2 separate regions of the Capra hircus genome follow, and region 2 is linked to region 1. Evidence: chromatin contacts called from public Hi-C data. All regions are on one chromosome and are shown on one strand. Each heading gives the region's core, a stretch centred on a gene start, on an enhancer-like site or on the middle of the called end of the contact. The rest is flanking DNA. Distances are from core to core; before and after follow the strand shown.

Region 1 (6,578 bases), core at 1,656-4,155:
TAATCCTTTTTGGAACTTTTATGAAAGTAGGTGATGTACACGTCATAGATTAAAAGTGAAAAAGACCAGAGCATTGTGCTGTCCAGCAACAACACAAAACATAGCCACGTATGGCTATTTAAATTTAATTAAGCTAAAGCTGAAACTCCAGTACTTTGGCCACCTCATGAGAAGAGTTGACTCATTGGAAAAGACTTTGATGCTGGGAGGGATTGGGAGCAGGAGGAGAAGGGGACGACAGAGGATGAGATGGCTGGATGGCATCACTGACTCGATGAACGTGAATCTGAGTGAACTCCAGGATATGGTGATGGACAGGGAGGCCTGGCGTGCTGCGATTCATGGGGTTGCAAGGAGTTGGACACGACTGAGCGACTGAACTGAACTGAACTGAAAATTTAAAATTCAGTTTCTCAGTTATACTAAGCCATATTCTAAGTACCTAGTAGCAAGCACACTATCATAGCAAACTCTATATTACAGAGTCTTTCCATCAGAAAGTGTCCCTAATAGAGTTCCTTAAGGGCAGTGGTCCCTAACAGAGTGGTTCACTGACCCAGACCAACCCTTCTGTTCCAGGGGCTATGAATTCTAGTTTGCCTTCTCATCACTATACCTCCTGCCAATTCCTTTCTGACTTGCTCCCATACTCGTTTTCTCAAAGCCAACACTAGAATCACATAAACGTGAGATTTTTTCTTTTCTATAGTAGAATCAGTGTGTAACTATAGTAGAGATATCTTGGGCCGGAGGAACATTTATTGCTGATACTGAAATGTAATGCACTTGCTTAATTAGTGGTGGGATGGAAGTGATGTCTGAGCTGGAGCTGCTGGTTAACAAGATGAAATGTTTGCATATGGAGATGCTTCCAGAGTCCAACAGCAGGGGCCCTGTGTTCTCCATGGCGGGGAAGTTTCCATCCCTCCTCTTTTTATAACTGTTCGGGAAAGACAAGGTATTCTTGATGAAAGCTGCTTTGAATCATTAAAATTGTTTCTTTCCTCATTAAAAAAGAACTCATTTCCATGCAGTGCCAATCCACAAACTGTTTCTACCACCCTTTGATGCTAAGGGTGGTGTGTGTGTGTGTGTCGGGGGGTCCCAGTTGCTCCTGTTTACAGTAAATTCTGCCCTGGAGGTGTGTCTTTGGAGGCAGCTGGGTGTCGGTGTGCTGAGAAGGGGTCAGGACATTCCCAGAGTGTACCTAGCCAGAGAGATTGGACCCCAGATGCAGGAGCTTCCAGCTCACCAGGGGTCGTCATGCCCCAAGAGAGGCACAGAAACAGCCAGGTCTTCAGAGCCCGAGGAACCGCAGAGACAGGGACAGCGTGGCCTGTGGGCTGCAGGAACCTGCAACCCTGGCACAGATCAGGACGAACAGGTGTCCAGTGATGGTTATGATTCAACTGCCCCTCAGCTTAGTGGAAGGGGACTTGGAGTCACATTTAACTTGATGTAAGGGATCCTAAAAATATAGGATATTTTTCATGCGTCTGAGTTTCAGGACTAAAATTCTTGCTTGCTGCAGTTGGATATACTAAGTTTGGGCATAAAATCTGAGGGGCTGTTAAGAACAGTGTCTGTGTGACTGGCAGGGGACACAGATGGCATTCCAGCCTCCAGAACTGAAGACTTGCTCTCCACACTGAAAATCTGACATGAGACTCACTTTGGGGAGGCCTTTGTGGATGAGCCTCATTGACTGAGAGCCCTGTTGGGGGTGAAAGTGAGCCCCATTTTGTTCTGCCGGATCTTAAGTTAGGGTAGCATGTGATTTTGCAATTGACTCAATTACGTTGCAAGTGGATTTGGTAAAGTGGTAGATTAGGATATATTTTTCATTGGTCTTTTGAAAAACAGTGATTCCTTGTCTGAATTTAAGGAGAAGCTCTTTAAATGACTTCCATGCAACTGATTGGCCAGTTTAACTAGCTCTCCACTTCCTTTGTGAAATGTAGTGACTGTAATGACTGAGTGTTTGCCTTCCTGCAAAATTTGTATGTTGAAATCCAGCCTCCTTTGTGATGATATTAGGGAGCCCAGAGAGCTCTCTCCATGTCTTTTCCCCACATCAGCCTATAGAGAGCAGACTACTGTTTTTCTGCCAGGAAGTGGGCCTGCACCAGAATCCCACCATGTCCTGATCTCAGACTTTCAGTCTCCTAGAGACTGAAATGAGAAATAAATTTCTGTCACGGGTAAGCCACCCAGTCTGCGGTGTTCTGTTGCAGTAGTGTGAGCTAAGATGCTGACTGATGCCCACAGCTCACTGAAGGCTGGTGGTACAGCAGAGGCTACTGCTTAGGGTCCACAGGGCATTGCTTGCTTCTTTCCTAACCTGTTAATTCCAATTGATTGTTTTCCAATAATTACACAGTTTGACCAGATACTATTAAAACTAGTGATACCTTGGTACACAAAGAAAGGGATGGGTTGCCAGTGAAAATTCTACTAAATGCTTAGGAAAGACTCAGGGAAGGAAAGTTGATATAAAAAGCATTGTTGAATTACGTTTGATGATCATCAGTTACAGTATCTAGAAGGATTCTTGAGTCCAGGTGCTTTGTACCGTCTTTACGCTCTCATTTACATTCTCATTTCACTGAGGAAACCCAGTGAAACAATGCAGAGGATGGGCTTTGTGTGTGTGCGTGTGGTTTGCAAAGAAAGGAAATAACACGGCACTCTAATCGGTAATCCATATTTCAAGAAAAGGCATTGGCTAGATAAAAGGACTAGTGAGTGAATATACATTTTGAGTTCCCTTTTACAATAAAAGGTTGGCTGCATAAATTTATGCCCTTGGTCCTTTTTGTCTGAATGGATTATCGCCCTCTACTGGTCATTAGTGAAGGCTGCCAACCATGGATCACATGGCGGCCCCACCCGCGGTTTAGTTTCAGAGCATCTTTTCCGTTAGAATGTGCAGATTTCCAGTTACAAGGCGGGATGAAAACGTACTCGCATCAGTATAACAATATAATGAAGTTATTTTACATCCAAACTCTTTTCATCTATTTATTTTCATCCGTTTCATTTATAAAAGAATCTTTTGTAATTGGCTGATGAACACCCTCGTCCCACCCCTACATGATTTTAATGCCTTTTAATTATACTCGATAATATTTAAAAGGCGGTGGTCTTCAAGCAGTACAGTTGCTATTCTTTGGAGCCGTTGTTCACAATGACAACGTGAAACAAAAATAATTCTGACTATTGAAGAGATTCGGTATTCCTATGAATGAGAAAACTGTGCAACACAGAGCTCTCTCCTCCCACATCAAGGGACTTGGCAGGGAGGGGAAAGCATCTTGAAGGGCCGTCCCGGATGCTGCGGGAGACCTGGCGAGATGGCGGCGGGCTCCTCCCACCTCTGCGGCAGCTGTACAATCAATAATGCAGGGCTCTGCGGCAGCGCCGCGCCTTCTTTCTTAACCGGGTCCCGCAGCGGGGCGTAGGACGAACGTTGGTCCATTGCGCCATCTAGCGTCCATCAGTGTCCACTGCAGGTTGGATCTGGAAAATCAGAAACTGCAGTCTAAATTGTGCTTGGGACACCACCGCTTAATCTTCAAAAGGCTAAGAAAAGGCAAAGAAAAAAAAAAATGACTGTCGTGTTTATTCACTTGCTTGTAAAATGAATAACTTGAGATTAGAAACTCCAGGTGTCAATCATGTAAAGTAAATAAAGATTTTAAGCCAGTCATTTTGTGCTTCAGTTCAGTTCAGTCGCTGAGTCGTGTTCGACTCTGCGACCCCATGAATCGCAGCACGCCAGGCCTCCCTGTCCATCACCATCTCCCGGAGTTCACTCAGACTCATGTCCATCGAGTCAGTGATGCCATCCAGTCATCTCATCCTCGGTCGTCCCCTTCTCCTCCTGCCCCCAGTCCCTCCCAGCATCAGAGTCTTTTCCAATGAGTCAACTCTTCGCATGAGGTGGCCAAAGTACTGGAGTTTCAGCTTCAGCATCATTCCTTCCAAAGAAATCCCAGGGCTGATCTCCTTTAGGATGGACTGGTTGGATCTCCTTGCAGTCCAAGGGACTCTCAAGAGTCTTCTCCAACACCACAGTTCAAAAGCATCAATTCTTCGGTGCTCAGCTTTCTTCACAGTCCAACTCTCACATCCATACATGACTACTGAAAAAACAACAGCCTTGACTAGACGAACCTTAGTCGGCAAAGTAATGTCTCTGCTTTTGAATATGCTATCTAGGTTGGTCATAACTTTTTTTCCAAGGAGTAAGCGTCTTTTAATTTCATGGCTGCAGTCACCATCTGCAGTGATTTTGGAGCCAAAAAAGATAAAGTCTGACACTGTTTCCACTGTTTCCCCAGCTATTTCCGATGAAGTGATGGGACCAGATGCCAGGATCTTCGTTTTCTGAATGTTGAGCTTTAAGCCAACTTTTTCACTCTCCTCTTTCACTTTCATCAGGAGGCTTTTTAGCTCCTCTTCACTTTCTGCCATAAGGGTGGTGTCATCTGCATATCTGAGGTTATTGATATTTCTCCCGGCAATCTTGATTCCAGCTTGTGCTTCTTTCAGCCCAGTGTTTCTCATGATGTACTCTGCATATAAGTTAAATAAGCAGGGTGACAATATACAGCCTTGACGTACTCCTTTTCCTATTTGGAACCAGTCTGTTGTTCCATGTCCAGTTCTAACTGTTGCTTCCTGACCTGCATATAGGTTTCTCAAGAGGCAGGTCAGGTGGTTTGGTATTCCCATCTCTTTCAGAATTTTCCACAGTTTATTGTGATCCATACAGTCAAAGGCTTTGGCGCTTACCTAGAAAGAAAAAAGAAGGTGAAGTCCCTCAGTTGTGTCTGACTCTGCGGCCCCATGGACTGCAGCCCACCAGGCTCCTCCGTCCATGGGATTCTCCAGGCAAGAGTACCGGAGTGGGTGCCATACGAATACAGTCTCATCAGCCTCCACCCTCATGTGACTCAGTCCAGTAGGGAAAATCCATATAAATATATGTTCAGCTAAATTTGAGGTTCACGTTAACAGTGAATAAATTTTTAGTATAAATGTGTCTCATATATATTAAAATTTTAACTGGGCATCCTATCATTATCATTACCATTCTTGTTATTAGCTAAATCTCACAACCCTCCATGGAAACACAGAAATTGCAATACAGGTTTTACAAGGCCATCAGTGGTAAACGAAGGGACTGAGGAGCTCAGAGGTGCTGGTTAGGAAGGCTTCTCAGGGGGGACTCTCGGACATAACCAAGCGAGTGAATGGTGAGGAGGCTTCTCTGGGCAGAACCTCACAAACAAAGGCAGGAGGCTGGGGAAACACATAGCATAGTGCAGTTCTGTGCTGCATAAGTGCAGGGGTGAGGACGGGAGAGGCCCAAGAGAAGGTTCCTGTATCACAGATGGCCGTTCACTGTGCTACCCAGGAGTAGGGTTTTATCCTGGGTGAAAGGGGAGGTGGTGTTGTTTTTCAGTCTCGAAGTCGTGTCCAACTCTGCCAGCCCATGAACTGCAGCATATCAGGCTCCTCTGTCCTCCACTATCTCCTGGAATTTGCTCAAATTCATGTCCATTGGCTCGGTGATGATCTCTTAACCATTTCATCCTCTGCTGCCTCCTTCTCCTTTTGCCTTCAATCTTTCCCTGCCTTTAATCTTTCCCAGCCTCAGGGACTTTTCCAATGAATCAGTTCTTTGCATCAAGTGGTCAAAGTATTGGAGCTTCAGCTTCAGCAACAGTCCTTCCAATGAAAATTCAGGGTTGATTTCCTTTAGGACTGACTAGTTTGATCTCCTTGCAGTGCAAGGGACTCTCGGGAGTCTTCTGCAGCATCACAATCTGAAGGCATCAATTCGAAAGAGGGAGTAGAAGAAGGGTATTGAGTAGGAGGGTGACGTGGTCAAATCTGTGTTGAAGGAAGATAAATCTGCAGCAGTATCTGGCAGGTAAAGAAGCCCAGAGGTGGGGAGGTGTGGTGGAGACTGTCCAAGGTCAGCGAGCTGGTACGTAGCAGAACTTGCATTGTGAAGGAGTCCACTGGCTCCAAGTCTGCCAATGGGCCTGCCCATCTAATAGGGTTATGATTCACACATGCGGTCATTTTCAGGCTCAGGAATGACACCACATTATGCATATTTTTCTTCCTGAAAGATGAGCTCCACCCACATTTCAAAATACAGGAACTACGTCTCCTCTCCCTTCCAACTTTTCAGGAGGCCCCTCAGCACCTGCGTCTGATTGCCTCGGCCCTCTTTCCCACACAGGGCTCCTTTTGCAAACCAGTTGCAAACCAGAGCCAAGTGACAAAGTGAATTAGATCCTCCGAGCCATTTGGCCTTATTTTCCTTGGGCCACAGCCTGACTTTCTGATGCCCTGGGAACGAGGGCACCTGCCTCTTTTCAAGGAGACTCTGCTTTGAGGCCCATGCAGATGCCAGGGCCGCTGATTTCTAGCGGCTCCTTCTTGGACCTGGTTCACTAAAAGCTGGATGGGAGGCCAAGCAGAGCCTGGCAACCCTTCCAGCCTGCCTTCCAAGGTGGCAGCATTGAAGGACCTTAGCACACACACCGCAGCCCCTCAGA
Region 2 (7,059 bases), core at 4,489-6,988, 340 kb before region 1:
CAATCACTGCCTACTTAAGGAAAACATTGTACCAACAACAAAATCGTAATTATGTGAAGTGAGGGATGTGTTAACCAACCTTCTTGTAGTAAACATTTCACAACATACATCTGTCAACCCATCATATTGCACACCTTAAACTTATACAATGTCATATTTCCAATTATATCTCAATGAAGCTGGGAGAAAATACAGGATGCACTGATTGTGCTAATTTGGCTAACAGTCTCTACTTCATCCCCAGCGTCCTGGTACCTCTATGCAGGCCACTGGCTTTAACGTTATTTTGTCAGCTGGTAAATGATTTGAAAGAAAGAAAGGAAAAAGGGAGAAGGGGACAGACAGACAGCTGGCAGACACTGTAGTTGCATGTGTGTGTCTATGTGTTTAGTTGCTCAGTGATGTCTGACTCTTTGTGACCCTATGGGCTGTAGCCCGCCAGGCTCCTCTGTCCATGGGATTCTCCAGGCAAGAGTACTGGAGTGGCTTGCCATTTTCTACTTCAGGGGATCTTCCTGACCCAGGGCTCGAACCTGTATCTCTTGAGTCTCCTGAATTGGCAGGTGAATTCTTTACCAGTGTATCACCTGGGAAGCCCTTCATAGTTATATATGATTTCAGAAAGGCGGCCTGTCAGGAGGCCCAATAAAGGATGCAGGCCCTCTGAATATCTGCCTTGTTTGCTTTCAAGAAAATGGGTAGAAGAATAAAGCTTACAGTGGGTTATAACTTGCTCATACATTTTCACTCTGAGGTTATTGCATCAGGTATTGACAGCACTGGCCCGAGTCTGGGGGGCAGGGGAGGAAGGGTGGGTGCAGCTGTGTGGGCGCAAGTGCAGGGGGAGGAAAAGGCCTCGCTAAGAGGCTGAGAGTCTTAGTCTCAGCACTTCAGCCCGGTGTCTCAGCCACAGCACGGCCTCATCTGTCGGGCGGTCCATGCTGTGGACAGACGGACGGAAAGGGGGACGTGAAACACGACTCAGCTTGAAACAGATGAATAAATGGAATGGTCAGAGTTCATACGATCAGACTCACACAGCTGCACGTGACACAGAGCACGGGGGGAGCAGAGTGTGCGCCTCCGCCTCCATCAACAAAGGTCAGTGTGTATGTGGGGCTGTAGCTCTGACATGGACGGTGTCACAGAGTCCTCCACCGGACCGTGGTCAAGAGCGGGAGGAGCAAGGGAGGACCCAACTGCCCCTGAGCAGATGGAGGCCTCCTAGACTTTTGATCACCAGATGCCCAGCACCTTCTCTCTTGCCTTTTTTGGTCCTTGGAGGAAGCAAGGGCAATTCCAGGCTGTTTTTTTGTTTGTTTGAAATAACTTTTTCACTGACCTGTGTGTCAAAGCCCTCCGACAGGGAAGAGAAATGTTGGCTCCGGACCCTGGTCAGGATCCTCCCCAGATGGATGCAATTAGGTGGAGGATGACCAGCCTCTGTGTTAAACGCAAGCCTCACTCTGTGACCCAACGTCTAAAGCCTGACCCTGAGCAAGGTGATGATGAGCAGCCACTCCAGACAGGATTTCACACAATGACAGACAGACGGTGACAAGCCCATCGGTGCTACAGGTGCAGCTGTGGGAAGTGTCAGGTGGCACAAGCCACACAGAAAGGCTCACAAGCAAACAGGGTGCTGGCAAAGCCTTTAAAAAACTGATGTTCGAACTAGTGTTTCAGTCTTTCATTACTCTATTAAATTTAAACAAAGCAATCAAAAGACGGAGATAGTTGCACCCAGAAATTCCTTTATTAATAATTTTAAATTTAGTTCAAGGAGTAATTTATGCATCCCAAAGACTACAGGTACACCTGTGAACACCTGTGAACCCACCACCCAACTTAAGAACTAGACTGATGCTGGCTGTGTGGAATCTACCCTGTGCAGCTCCCCGAGCTTGTCCCTCTGCCTTTCAGGTTCAAATTATGACATTACAAATGTTAACATTGTAACAGTTTGTATTGGTTTCATTTCTACATCTGTCAAGGGAAATGCGTGCAGTTGTAAGGACATCCTCTAAGAACATATGTGGAAGTTTATTTTTTTCTTTGCACACTGCACGTGTTTAAGGACTGCTTTGGAGCCATTATCATTTTAATGCGGTGACAGTTACCGCTCTGAACTTCCACTAGATGGAGACATTTCATTATAGAAAATAACAGTACATATCACTTCCAGGCTTTCTTCTCTTTCTCTGTGCTTCCCACCACACACACACCTGGGAAATCTCCCAAACAGTAAGGAAAATATTAAGTACTTGCAGCAGAGGCTTATTTATTTTTTACTGTAAAATAACCTTCATTGAGTTAGTTCTAATTGATTTGAATTTAGAAAAAAAAAAAAGTCGATACTATCAATTTTCAGGTACATGGAAATGTCATCTGGGACAGGAAACCAATATACTTTGCTCCAAGTTGTGACAAGCCCAGCCTTACCCAGGTGATCAAGTTCTTTCCATTTCAAATCGAGCATTAACTATCTCATTTTGGTTTTGGCATCTAAATAGTTTAGCACTGATTAGAATCCAACTATCAGATCATTCTAAAGTCATGTATTAGGAATTCATGATTTTCTCTTGAACGACTCTATTAATCTCACAAAGGTTTTCAGTTACTCGAGAAGCTGAGAAAGATAAAATCCTTTTCTCTTTTCGAGGCCATCTAGGGTCACTTTCCCCACCACAGGAGATGACAAGGACACAATGTAGTAACTCACATGTTGTGCCCAGACAGGCTGGTGTAGACTCAAGATAGCAAAAGGACCCTTCTGAGCAGATGAATGAATCACGTTTTAATACACTGGAAGCCCAATTCACTTACAAGTAAATAACATACTCCATACAAATTATTCAGCTTGATTTAGGAAAACAGGATCTTTACTAGGTTACTTTTTCTTTCTTTGAGTTACCATGAGTAATTAGTATTATTAAAATTGCATTTCTTTAAACAGTTCTTACAGTCCAGTTATTTCATTAATTTAAGAGTTGGTGAGATTTTTCTTCAACTGTTATCTTGCTCTGATTCAAATACATGATTTAAGCCTTGGCTCTGGTTTAGAACAGAAATTTCCATCACAGCTTCCCCTCTTGCTCTAGTTTAAACGCATATTAAAAGAGCCTCTTCCCATTCTCCAGAGCTGCTCAGAGGGCTTGTGGTCCCAGGAGCTGGGAGTTTGGAGCCCCGATGGAGCCAGGAAATGACATTTGCACACAGAAGTCAGCCTTGATCTATGGAGCTTTGGCGCATTATTATTATAAATGCTGGATTCTTTCTAAATTTGGTCACCACCCATCTTACTCTCACAGGGCATATCCATAACAGTTTGGTCAAAAGCTTACATGGGCTCTAAACCAGATTTCTTCTTATTACAATGAAAAGAACTTTAAAGGAGTCACTACTGTAGGCCATGGGGGCTTCCCAGGAGGGTCAGTAACAAAGAATCCACCTGCCAATGCAGAAGTGGGTTTGATCCCTGGGTTGGGAAAGATCCCCTGGAGGAGGAAACGGCAACCCACTCCAGTATTCTTGCCTGGAAAATTCCATGGACAGAGGAGCCTGGCGGGCTACAGTCCGTGGGGTTGCAAAGAGTTGGACACAACTATTGACAGCACCCTAGGCCACGAGCACTGTTCCACTCTGTAAAACATTGGTTGTATTTTAGAATTGCTGTTTCTGGTGGTACAGCAGTAGTCATGACATGCAAAAATAGGAATAAAACAGGTGAATTCTATATTAAAAAACGGATCAAGTTTAGTAATGTCCTAACACCCTGCACTGAGCACCTACACCGGTCAGGGAGGGGCCTCTCCTCCCGGTGGTGGGGGGCAGTGCCACCAGCTCGGGCCAGGGGCACAGCCACACAAGCACATCGCACGGTTTACACTGCACCTTAAAACACGAAAGCCTGCCCGGAGGCCTTCAGATTCTGCCTCGGGACAGGGAAAGGAGTGGGAGGACCCACGCTGGGAGGTGTGGCAGCTGCCCCAGGGAGAACACAGCCCTGTCCCTCCCTGTCTTTCAAGGGATGGGAGCCAGGGCCCCAGGAGAGGCTGGGGAAGGGGAGGGAGATGCACGCCATCTGGTTCTGCATTATTGCTTTGTTCTTCCGTCACCATCTTCCCTTCCCTGTTATTACCCTTGACTTCAGCATATTGTGTTTGTTACAAAAACTTTATTTTCAACGCTCCATAACCTTGAAAAAGGGCATTTAAATGGCACGTAGGATGAGAAATTCCACTGGCAAGAAGGAAGAACATTAAAGGGGGAAAAAATCCTTTGTAATATTGTCTTCTAAGGGAATGGGGTCAGAGCCTCAAATGCCTTCTGTAAACATTAAAGACCACGCATGCAAATCACGAAATATAGATTGAGGTAGATCGGATCTTCCTTGAGTGTTTCTCCAAAATTCCAATCAGAAGCCATTCCAGATCTGACCCAGCTTAACAAAGGAGGAAGTCACAAATTAGATTTTGGCAACGACTGGCTTTCCAAGTGCCCTGCAAACCGGATGTGTAGACCCGTGCGCAGTGTGGGGAAAACCTAAGAGAGTCACTTAAGGTACTTCCTATATTTCTGAATTCTTACCTTTTAGAAGTTACAAATGAATTGAAAAGTTCTAACCAATCCTGGCATTTAGGAAATACTGAATAAAATAGGGAGGGGAAGGAGGGTGGTATTTCAGAATTTGAAATTAGCAGCCTCTGACAAGAAGCATTCATCTGAGCATCGAATTAACAACAAGGAATCAGAAATCAGAAGAGATCAAAGCCAAATGCCCCCTCCCCCACTTCCCCTCAAACCTGTATGTAACTCCAATGGTTCAGTTTCCTGACTTGGGCCTTTCCAGCCCCGAACCTGACACTGCACTCAGTATGCCATCCCCACATCCCTTGGCTCTGCCACCTGCTAGCTCCACGTACCTGGGCTGCTCTCTAACCTGAGCCTCTGGCTCCTCCTATGTCAAAAGATGACTACGAGACGCACCTCAGTTGCTGTGAAGGGCAAATGAGAACGTCTGCAACTTAGCACGTGGCTGGCACCTAAGAGCCCTCAACAAATAGCAGCTGTTCACTAGTTAAAGAAAAATTCCCGTGGCTACAGGAGGAGGGCTGGGGGACGGGGTGGGCAGGTAATGTTCTTCTTGATCCCAGTACACGTTACATAGGTATGCTTGGTTTGTGAAAATTCTGCGAAAGGTGCACCTTTAAAAAACTGTGGTAAAATACGTATGACATACAAGGTACCACCTGAACTATTTTCCAGTTGAGCGGTGTTATTGTGCAAGCACCACCAGGCACACTTTTGATCTGTGCACTTGACCATACGTAATTTAAATAAAAAGTTAAAAAAAAAAATCCCATCCACCCCCCTGTTAGTGGTGACAAAAAAAAAGTCCTGTAACTAGAGGCACAGTGCCTTCTGACGTCTGGAAGAGTCACCGGCCTAATATGGGAGGAATTCCATTCCTGCCCTTGAAAGGTGGTCCTGAGTTGGGGGCGTTTGAGGGGAGGGGAGGGCTTTACAAGGAGGCAATGTTCAGGGCCTGGGGGAGTTCCTTGCTCCAAGGACTACTCCTCTTTCCTGGGATGTGCAGGGTGAGCAGGGCTGCGGGAGAGCAGAAGTGCCAGGCGTCCGGGCCTTCCACCATCACCCAATCCAGTTTGCTCAGCAGGCAGAGGGCAGATTAACTGGACCTTCCTAACCGGCTCTCCGCCCTTATTTTTCCCAGACACTAGGGGGCGCTCATGAAGGAAACTTGAGGAGTAGGGGAGGGAGCCTGACTTAGACACATGGGACATCATTTTCCTTTGAGCCTGAATTTTTCTGGCGTGCCCTGACCTGTGCACCTTGCCTGAACCTAATAGAAACTATATTTAAAAACTGAAGGGAAATCTGACTCATATTTTACTCTCCCTAAAGTGAAAGTGAAGTCGCTCAGTCGTGTCCGACTCTTTGCGACTCCGTGAACTGAAGCCCACCAGGCTCCTCGTCCATGGGATTCTCCAGGCAAGAATACTGGAGTGGGTTGCTATTTCCTTCTCCAGGGGAACTTCCCAACCCGGGGGTCAAACCCAGGTCTCCCGCATTGCGGGCAGACGCTTTAACCTCTGAGCCACCAGGGAAGCCCCTAAAGGAAGTATTAAATGGAGGATTTGAAAAATGAGTGATTCTCGCCCTTGCCATTTCCCCATTGCCTGCATAGCGGGCTGTTCCTACTGGCCACATTGAAAAGGCACTCACTGTCGTCATTCTCAAGCGGGCCAAATCGGTTCTCCTTCCACCTCACAAAGGTCTTAGTCAACTGCAAATTTTCATTATGGCAAAATGCCTCTACAGGCTTCACCAATTAGAATATTTAGCAGTTTTGAAAATGGAATGTGTTGCCAGCCTTACATGAGGCCAGGGTGACACGTGAAATCTGAAGAAAATCTCAGGGCAGAGAGAGGGTACTATGGGCAGGCAAGCCCCATGCCAATCATCTGAAACTGTAGATTTGTAGAGGGAGACAGCCTTTAAACCAAAACCACTGACTCTGCTTCTACGCTCCCCAAAAGCTCCCTGGACACACAGCACCATAGAATACCACACTGGTTCATCGACTCTTCCCTCAAGTTAAATTGCTAAGAATTAGTGAATTGATGAGCAAGTGCTCTCTTAGCATTTCAGAGATATGGAAAAACGTGCAGACTCCTAACACTAGAATCACTTCCCGGCCTGAAAGGCACGCCTGCTTTCTTCTCCCGCTCCAAACTTACGAGCTGTTCAATATTTGAAATTTTTCTCCTTTGTGAAAACTCAGGTCATCTTCCGTCCGTGCTTCGTAGTCATAAAGGGCCACAAACAGGGTCACTCCTGACAAAAAACAAAATCACAACGGGGGAGATTATTACACGAGGGGAAATTAATTCCAAGAAATTAAATCTTCACTAAAGCCTCATTCTCAAAATTTACATCTAATCGGCACTGATAACATCAGGCAGTGTTGTAATTAACGCGTGAAACCAGAGTCAAGAGCTGAGTTTATGCCTCAGTCTTTGTGAAAGAAAGCATTAT

Evidence for each region. A called contact is a pair of places that touch in the nucleus more often than the background predicts.
Region 2: a contact with region 1 is called in a Hi-C map of blood, with 3 times the contacts expected there. The contact joins two enhancer-like sites. A contact is called at or near these places in 2 of 5 Hi-C or Micro-C datasets (both in blood).

The regions. Positions count from the first base shown.
Region 1 is chr9:25,719,473-25,726,050 of ARS1.2, reverse strand. No RefSeq gene overlaps it. Among named protein-coding and RNA genes, the nearest start is that of WISP3, 8.3 kb to the right of the region's middle. Within about 2 kb of position 2,905, at least 4 of the 5 cell types and tissues checked have an H3K27ac peak or open chromatin away from gene starts, as enhancers often do.
Region 2 is chr9:26,059,035-26,066,093 of ARS1.2, reverse strand. It overlaps FYN (tyrosine-protein kinase Fyn), which reads right to left. Exons shown (of 14, transcript XM_018053056.1): 5 at 6,762-6,858. Among named protein-coding and RNA genes, the nearest start is that of TRAF3IP2, 87 kb to the left of the region's middle. Within about 2 kb of position 5,738, at least 1 of the 5 cell types and tissues checked has an H3K27ac peak or open chromatin away from gene starts, as enhancers often do.